Linked DNA regions of Mus musculus: region 2 is linked to region 1. The links are chromatin contacts, called in public HiChIP or PLAC-seq maps. All regions are on one chromosome and are shown on one strand. The core of a region is the stretch at or near the end of the contact, and the rest is flanking DNA. Distances in the headings are between cores, read along the strand shown. Region 1 has its middle 40 kb from the start of Pawr. Region 2 overlaps Syt1 (synaptotagmin I).

Region 1 (4,623 bases), core at 630-3,129:
AAAATTATGTAGCTCTGGGGAAAAGATCACCAGTTACACACGGAGACTGTCAATCTCATCTTAAAAAGGAGAGGAATGATCAGGAATGTGGCCTGACAGGGCCTGCGTGTCCTCAGGGAGCAGACAGGACGCAGTGAAGCACAAGGGAAAAGGCCGGTTGGGACTTGCAAACTGGTAGCTGCGGCCGTCTAATGAGGTAGACTCTTAAAACAAGGGGAGAGCGAGCGAGAAGGTTTGGTAACCAGTTTACAAAGAGGTCCTTGATAACAAACCTGAAGAATTCAGGCTTTATCTTGAAGATGATTTGGGGACAGTAAAAAATAGAAAGTGCCAGGAAAAGAACCTATTTCAAGAACGTGTACAAAGTACTGCACTCCCTCGTGATCATGAAGGCCGCGTAGGAAGGAAACATTTTGGGTGATAAAAAGAAAGCCTGGGGGCTGGTGAGATGGCTCAGTGGGTAAGAGCACCCGACTGCTCTTCCGAAGGTCCGGAGTTCAAATCCCAGCAACCACATGGTGGCTTAAAACCATCCGTAACAAGATCTGACTCCCTCTTCTGGTGTGTCTGAAGACAGCTACAGTGTACTTACATATAATAATAAATAAATCTTGAAAAAAAAAAAAAAAAAAAAAAAAGCCTGGACACACCTGGGCAGGGATGTTAGCGCTCACCAAGAAAGATGCCCAGCAAATGCGTTTGGAAGCAGCAGAGGCAGAATGTCTTGCATAGGAAGTGAAGACAGTAAACTGTGCAAGAGCAGAGCTTGGGATTTCTTTTTTCTTTTTTCTTTCTTTTGGTTTTTCAATACAGGATTTCTCTGTGTAGCCCTGGCTGTCCTGGAACTCACTCTGTAGACCAGGATGGCCTCGAACTCAGAAATCCGCCTGCTTCTGCCTCCCGAGTGCTGGGACTAAAGGTGCGCGCCACCACTTCCCCGGCGAGCTTGGGATTTCTTGTTTTACTTTACTTCTCTCCAGGCGACGCTCAAAAGATGCTCCAGAGACTTCAAGAGCTTCTGAGCTTCCTGCAGGCTGAGCTTTTCTAGGTCATTAGACGGAGGTATCTGGATGTGGTATATGTACGTGTGTGGAAGCGTTTCTGTGGGTGTCCGGGGAGACGAAAGGGGAACTCTGGGTACTCTCCTCCTTTGCCTTCCATCCCACGGGTTTTAGTGCTGGAGACAGGGCCATTTCACTGAACTAGGAGCTCATGGATTGTCTAGGCTGGTCAGCCACATGGATCCATCTCCATCCCTTTGCTCCTGGGGAGCAGTTGGCTCCGGTTCATGACCAGCCTATAGGTAGGTGCCCGGGATCCTAACTGGGGTCCTAATTCCTGTAGAGCAAGCGTGTTACCCCCTCCCCCACCTCCCAAACCTTCTCCTTGGTGAGCCTCTCAACTCATTAAACATCTCATTTGTTCATACACCAAGATTGTAGCATTTAGAATTACTCAGAACACAGTTCTTCTGAGTGTCCCCTTTGCTTTTCATAAGTAGCTTAGATAAACCAGTCACAATCTGTGTGGTGATGATGATGATGATGATGATGATGATAATAATAATAATGATGATGATAATAATAATAATAATAATAATAATAATAATAACAAATACTGTATCAATAGTAAACTGAATAGAGAGCTTTGCACAGAGGAAACGGTCAGTAAATATTTGTTACACAAAGGACTACAGTTTGCTGGTTCTTTACTGTAAAAAAGTAGAGCAGACTCTGGGTTTTCTGATTATAACATTCTTCCTATTGTTTCTAACTCTAATGTGCTTTCCTGACCAGTTATGGGAAAAAAGGGAGTGGGAAGACTCTCACCACAGGCATTAAGGAATGTCTCAGGATCTCCAGTGCATCCCATCTAGGCCCCGGGCTACCACACTGGAAAACACTGGAATGTGAAAGTCACCCATCTTGTGTGTTCCAGGGGTGGGGTTGAGGATGGCGGGTGGGGAGATATTTTAGAGCTACTGCCTTAAAAAAAAACCCACTCCCAAATTTCCACCCTACAACTTTATTCCTCTCCTTTTTTATGCCCCTTTCTGAATTTCCTCTAAATGTACACAGTAGTGGTATTTGCACACTAGAGTACTTTAATGTAATGCCAATTTGGAAATTTAAAGTAAAAGTACAAACAAAACACACTCAGCCCTCTTGGGTAGGTGAGTTTACGACAGAAAGAATTCAGCAGTCATCTGAGGCTAATTGCCTTTGTATAGGGCAGGGCTTGTTTCGTTCTAACGCCCCAACATCTCTCCACCCTTCTAATGATCCTGTGCCTGAACCAACAGCTGACCGGAAGATGACTCACTTCGTCACACAAATGCCTGTACCCATCCTACCATCTGGAAAGCTCTCTACTCTAGGCTAATCCTATCCACCAAAATACAGGGTTACGTTAAAAACTGACGACAAAAACCACAGAGGAAAAACGAAATAAAAAAATTACTACCGACAAAGCGACTCCTATTCTCCCATGCTTTTTCTCGTTTTCAAATTAATGGAGAAAACTGTAATTTTGTCTTTAATGGCATATCATGTGATCGTTGATAGATGTGCACATTGTGTAACGTGTCAGGAGACTTATCGTCTTCCCAAACACTGACCATTTTCTTGTGGCTGAAGTGTTCCTTACAGTCGTGTAAAGTCTACAGGACCCCCTTGCTTGCCCTTCTGTAACCAAGCACCAGCGTGGATCTTCCTTCCTATAGAACTCTACTCTTGCTACCTAGGGACCACGATCTTTTTCCTCACTGTTTTCTCTTCTACTTTCCATTTTTTCCTTTTAAAAAGATAGGTTTTGGGGCTGGTGAGATGGCTCAGTGGGTAAGAGCACTGACTGCTCTTCCAAAGGTCCTGAGTTCAAATCCCAGCAATCACATGGTGGCTCACAACCATCCATAATGAGAACTGACGCCCTCTTCTGGCGCATCTGAAAACAGCTACAGCAGCTCTGCTGAGCAAGCGGAGTTGACCAGAGCAAGTGGGGCTGATTGGAGTGAGCAGAGGTCTTAAAAATTCAATTCCCAACAACCACATGAAGGCTCACAACCATCTCTACAGCTACAGTGCACCCATATACATAAAAAAAAAAAATAGGTTTTTGTTTTTGTTTTTCAAGACAGGGTTTCTCTGTATAGGCGTGGCTGTCCTGGATCTCACTTTGTAGACCAGGCTGGCCTAGAACTCAGAAATCTGCCTGCCTCTGCCACCCAAGTGCTGGGATTAAAGGTGTGCGCCACCACCGCCCAGCTAAAAAGATAGGTTTACATTATAAAAAATAATACCAAGGTCTGGGTTACGGGACAGCGGCTCTGCATTTTATATGACACTAAATGCCCCCAGCTATAGATTCTGGACAGTATTGGAAAGAATAACTGAACTGGGTGTGGTGGCACACATCTTTAGTTCCAGTATTTAGGAGACAGGCTGGAGGATCTCTGAGTTTGAGGCCAGCCTTGTCAACAGATTGAGTTCCAGGAAAACCAGGGCTACACAGAGAACCACTGTCTCAAAAACCCAAAAGAGAGGTGTGTGTGTGTGTGTGTGTGTGTAGTCTCTTTATATGTCCTGCTGCTTCAAACTTCTGGACCCCATCATTCCTTCTGTCTCAACCCCTCAAATAGCCATGATTATAGGCACAAATATGCCAGTGCAGCTAGCCATGTAAATATGTTTGATGTGTCTTAAACGGGAGAGAAATGGGTGCTGGAGCCCTGCAGATGATCGTCTGGAGCTACGACCAATCTCACCCATTTACGCAAGGCAAGACAGTCATCCCCACTTCCTAGGTAGTCCAGAGCGGAAGAGACTGACAAGCGCGCACACGGGACGCACTTAGAGGTAAAGGATCTCTGGAGCGTGGGCCACAGTTTGTGATTCTATGAGAAAAACTTTCAGCCTCCTCTATAGTCACATGCCCAGTCTGAGTACATGAAAGTTCCAGTTGCTGCCAAGTCGCCGAGTTAGCCCACGTTTTCCTTCTTCTGCATCTGCAATACCTCGCTGTGGTTTTAGATTATATTTCATTACAATGAGCTTGGGCAGGAGTTATATGAGCCTTTGTAATATTTACCAGCCACTGAATTTTGTTTGGTAAGATGTTCCAGCAAATCTTATTTATTTATTTATTTATTTATTTATTTAATGTATGTAAGTACACTGTGGCTGTCTTCAGACACACCAGCAGAGGGCATCGGATCCCATTACTGATGGTTGTGAGCCACCATGTAGTTGTTGGGAATTGAATTTAGGAACTCTGGAAGAGCAGCCATCTCTCCAGCACCCAGCAAATTCTTAATATGTCATGACTACACTAATCAGTTATAGCTTTGCCAAGATCTCATCCTAATGATCTCAGTGGGTCATTGTTTTTTTTTTTTTTTTTTTCCTCCGTCGAAGAGAAGAGCCAATTCAAACTAAATTAAAGCATAAAGGCAGCTCTTGGGTGGGTTCACTGGTCCGAAGGAACAAGGCCGATAAGGTTGCCATGCAGATAGGGAGAGAGAGAGAGAGAGAGAGAGAGAGAGAGAGAGAGAGAGAGAGAGAGAGAGAGAGAGAGAGAGATTGAGAGAGAAAAGACAGGCAGATGGAGGGAAGTTAGGAAGGAGGG
Region 2 (4,752 bases), core at 2,143-4,642, 290 kb before region 1:
AAAACTGAGATTTGGGGAGGGAAACCGTTAAGAAATCAACTCTTATGGGCCACATACAGCTAATTCCTTAGGTAGGAGCCTCTCCCATTTCAGGAGGTGGGTACTACAATACCCTTAGTTCTTTTATTCTTTCCCTCTCCTCACCCAATGTGTGTGCTTGCACCACAGGCATGTACACACAAACACACACACGTACAAACTATAGTCACATTGAACAGCATGGTTGTTAACTAGAATAGACAATAAGTAATCCTAAAACCCCCCACATTCCACTTAAGAGAAGACAATAAATATGAGCCCTCCCTGAGAAAGAACCATTTTGCATGCCATCATTTTCGTTTTTTTTTTTCCATTTTTATTAGGTATTTAGCTCATTTACATTTCCAATGCTATACCAAAAGTCCCCATGCCATCATTTTCTGATCTGGACATTCGGAATCACCTGATTCCAGAATTCTTGGATGCCCTTTGGACATAGCTACCGTAGCGCTGAAACCCCACGAGGAACTTTGAGTGCCTGCCTTGTAGCACAGTGTTATAGTTCTCCACCCTGCTACTATCTATTTCTACAAATTTAAGTATAAAGACAAAGACAGACTTGCCTTGAAATGAATAAAACCAAAAAACATGCAAAAACTCACACTTGAGTGCATTTTTGTGATGTGAATTTCAGAATTTTTTAACAATAAATAGAATTTTGTGGAGCAAAGATATCTTTCTTCCCAAGTCCCTAAAACATAGGCTTTTAGGTATAATCTTATGTGAAAGGAGAAAAAACAAAAACTGAGATGGGTTGATTCTAATAAAAAAAAAAAATGAGTAAACCATACAGTGCTCTTTAATAGAGCAAGGGGATTTTACAAAGAGTTTTGCAGTATTCAGTGCGTCTCAGAGACTATCTTGGTCTCATTTCCAGAATTATAGACATACTCTATGGGATATTAAAGTGTAGATGTTGGGGTTTTTATTCAAAAGCTGAAGTAGATAATCTTGAAAAAGGAACGACTGGTATCATATGAAATGACCACTATAAAAATGCCTGTGGACTTTGAAATCTTCAGACGCTAGTTGTCATCACCATCCTCTTGAGGAAATTACAATGTCTAAGACCAAACCGTTCAACTTCACTTAAAAACTCGCTAATACCTCTTTATTGGTTTTCATAGCAAGAGAAACTGGGTGACATCTGCTTCTCCCTCCGCTACGTCCCTACTGCCGGCAAGCTGACTGTTGTCATTCTGGAAGCCAAGAACCTGAAGAAGATGGATGTGGGTGGCTTATCTGGTGAGTGCGCAGTGGCTATTGATTGTTGGAAACAAACGCTGTTTCACTGTGGGTATTGAATGCACGGCGCTCATGCTGTGGCTCCCCGCTCCTTAATTGATCGCAGCTCTCTTTCCTACAGAGCTGGAAGCCCTGTCAGAATTCAGCCAATGCAGGGCCCCAGGAAGCCACTCTCAGTTTATTGAAATTGGCAAAGAAGATGAAATCTATTTCCCTTCTCCATAGCCAAAGTATCAGCTGTCATTTCTATGTCATTGAAAGCTAAAATTTTGGCTTCTTATTTGAAAGGCAATGCCTGTGACAAATTATAGTTTTGAGGATTTTTTAAATTCACCCTCAGTATTAAAATTTCTATTTTACCTGAGACTTATTAATTAGGTATTTGCTAACCTGACAAAATCTCTATAATGCTTTTTATAAAAGACAGCATTTCAAATCTATATTTCTTCTTTGAGAAGAAATTCAGGAACAGTTCGTATAAGTTTTAGTCCTACAGCTTAAGACAGGGGTGGGCTTGGGCTTGAAAGATCTGTGTAACCCAAGCAGGACATGGCAGTGAGGAAGTCTTCCACAAGCAAAGTCAGCTCAAGGACTCTTTGTTTCCAGATCTGAGCAGAATTTTTTCCTCCTCCTCTGTGTGGTTAAATAAATTATCATTTTAATGTTCCAGTAAATCATTAAGGTGGGAGGGATTCTCTTGACATGCGGCAAGGTCATCACAAACAGATAACAGTTGTCATTGTTCCTAGCTGTGGAGTTTCAACAGACATGACTCTTTATTCTGTGATTTTTCTGATTACAAAAAAAAAAAAAAAAAAAAAAAAGGAAAGAAACAAACAAACATACATTGTAAACACCACCCTGATGTAGCACAGTGAGTTTATACTGTGAAAGAAAACGGCTGAAAATGGTTGAGGCTGAGTCCTACCCAGTGACTTAACAGTCAAATCTCATGCTATCTATATCCATTTCTCTGTATAAATAAGGGAACTTGAAGAAGCTATAGTCTTCCATGTCACTAAAACCCTGCCTTAATGTCTTGCTTCATTTCTAATGGTGTAAAATTTGAACCTTTAAAATAATATGCATATAGTCCTTCCTAAAAATATGTAAAACATTTTGTGTGCTTATTGGTAAAACAAATGCACAGAAAACTATTTAAAAATTTGCAATTATAGTTTTCTCCCAGATCTCAAATTAGTATCCTGAGGAGACTTAAGAGACCTTTGACTTCTGTCCCTCTCTTTGGCTAAGTAGCCATGTCTGTTAGAAGTGTATCTGTAGCACTCTTATCTACCCCAAGCACTCCAGACCTCCATGGGAGTTCCTCGCTATCTCTGTTCAAGGCTGCCCTAATGTCCCGCCTAATTGAACTCCACCCCAGCGTCAAGTGCCCTTGTTCTGGCTTTCTTCTGGGTCTTATATAGGATGGACTTCCCATCACCATGGACAGCTGCTTCAGATCCTCCTTCTCCAAGATGGCGGTCCCTTTCTGTCTGACCTCCTTGTCAGCCATCCCTTCTCACCTTTACGATGTGCAGAGCAGGATCAATCTGAGTGCTTACAGTCACAGGCATGTACATGAGCTCACTGCTAGCAACCTAAGCAGAGAGAAGCTCAAAGGACAATGCCTGGCCTGTCACAGTTGCTTAGCATTGTGGCTTAAAAGAGGCGCACCCAAAGGTCAGATCTAGTTCAGTACCCATCAGTTTGTCACCTTTTTTTTTTTTTTCTAAAGAAAGGCAGGAAAATTATAGTAGCTTCAGAACCCACAGAACCTAGAGCCACCCCCATATTGGAATTACCTGGAATGATTATAATCATTAACAAACCCTAATTTTAAGGGCTTCCTGCTGCCTGTAGAATTAAATCATAATTACGCTAATCACCTAATGTAGACTCTTTCAAGCTATGCTGTTCTGCATCTCATTTTAGCCAATGGGCCAGCACACTCATCTCATAACAAGCCATGGAGCATGCTGCTTCCGTCCTTACACAATTCTCTTCATCTGGAATTCTCCCTTTTAACAATGCCTAGCTAAATCCTCCTCATTCTTCAGCCCAGCTGAACTCGAATTTCTTCCAGTTACTCAACCAATGTGTACCATGACTCGACCGTGAGTCATACGTCATGCCGAGCACTGGGTTCACAGTCGTGAATAAGAAAGTCCAGAGACCGTGCACTCCTGCAGTTCTTACTTTAATGTAAGGAGACAGACAATGAGCCAAGACATTAGTAAAGCACACAGCTCCCTGAGGTGCCAGAAGCCATAGGTGGAAATGAAACAAGGAAGTTGGGTAAGCCATGTCAGGGAGCATTTCTTTTTTAAATGAGATCAGGAAAGATGACATGAGTGGGTGGCATTCCAGGAGGCAATAGGGCAGAGGTGGGGGACTAAGCCAAGGGTCCAGGTGTGTGAGCCAGAAGGTTTGCCGTGGTAGGGATGCTGTAGGAATGCCTTTTCTGATCCATCCAGCAGAGTCAAGCTTTGTCTTTTTAAGCAGCTTGTTTACAGTCCTCAAACACCAGACTTCTTTCTCACTAGACTGTTCTGTATTTATGTCTCCCACAATGCTCTCACCGACGGGTAGCACTGCGCAGAGCTGCGGAATGAATAATGAATTATTTACAAAGGAGCCGTGGCCCGAAAAACAAGTCTCGCATTTCAAATTTGCTTAACCTACTTACCATTAAAGCAACTCTAAGTATGTGAATGAGTTGCCTCAGAGTAAGAGGACCTATGTACAAAGAGACCACAACTATATAAGATCTCATTCCAAGTGATTCAAATGCCAAACTCCATTTGCCAGGAACGGCTTTGTTAACTGGAACCAAAGCTGGCTCTTCCGCCAGAGTTGAAACCACACTCTGCCACTACTAACAATCTGACTTGTTTTGAGGTCTTAGAGCTCAAACTCTGTATGGGCTCTAGCACAAAGCCACACATATTGACATTGGACAGATGATTTTTTTTTTCTTCTAAGCTTCTGTTGACAAAGTAGAAGTGCTAGGCAGACTCCATTAGTGGGCATATTGTTAGAAAAAAAAAGCAAGAGTTAAAGTTAAGTGCCTACCAAATATCACTGTGACTGTTTCAATTTAGTCACTTTATCAAAGCTGGAAAATGTGAAATCAATGGACCATCTAAGCCACAGCTTGATTTGGTGGGAGAAAGGGGGCAGGGGAGGGACCTGACACGACGCAGCTATTTGATGGACACGCCAGACCAGTTCCAGATAATCAGGAGTCCAGGTTTTATACAGGCTCAGAGTGAGTTCAAAATTAGCAACGGATCAATAAAACATGAAGAAAGTGGGAAGTAGACATTTTCAAAATACTTTTCTTACTAGTTTCTGGCAAGATCAGGTGATTTCTTTCTCACTGTGTTTATTCAAAATGGACACCCTGCAGGCAGTGGTGGCACATGCCTTTAATCCCAGCACTTGGGAGGCAGAGGCAGGCAGATT

The links. HiChIP or PLAC-seq counts read pairs in DNA pulled down with a chosen protein or histone mark.
Region 2: a contact with region 1 is called in a FOXA1 HiChIP or PLAC-seq map of pancreatic cancer cells. The contact joins two enhancer-like sites. A contact is called at or near these places in 4 of 484 Hi-C or Micro-C datasets (the AtT-20 cell line, the G1E-ER4 cell line, embryonic stem cells and 1 more) and 7 of 115 datasets of contacts at active chromatin or transcription factors (embryonic stem cells, pancreatic cancer cells and stem cell-derived neural progenitor cells).

Annotation. Positions count from the first base shown.
Region 1 is chr10:108,289,552-108,294,174 of GRCm38.p6, reverse strand. No RefSeq gene overlaps it. Among named protein-coding and RNA genes, the nearest start is that of Pawr, 40 kb to the left of the region's middle. Within about 2 kb of position 1,879, at least 26 of the 459 cell types and tissues checked have an H3K27ac peak or open chromatin away from gene starts, as enhancers often do. A contact at or near this core is called in pancreatic cancer cells and trophoblast stem cells, where this site is marked.
Region 2 is chr10:108,580,406-108,585,157 of GRCm38.p6, reverse strand. Syt1 (synaptotagmin I) reads left to right here. Exons shown (of 11, transcript NM_009306.3): 9 at 1,167-1,284. Among named protein-coding and RNA genes, the nearest start is that of Gm5136, 120 kb to the left of the region's middle. Within about 2 kb of position 3,392, at least 89 of the 459 cell types and tissues checked have an H3K27ac peak or open chromatin away from gene starts, as enhancers often do. A contact at or near this core is called in pancreatic cancer cells and trophoblast stem cells, where this site is marked.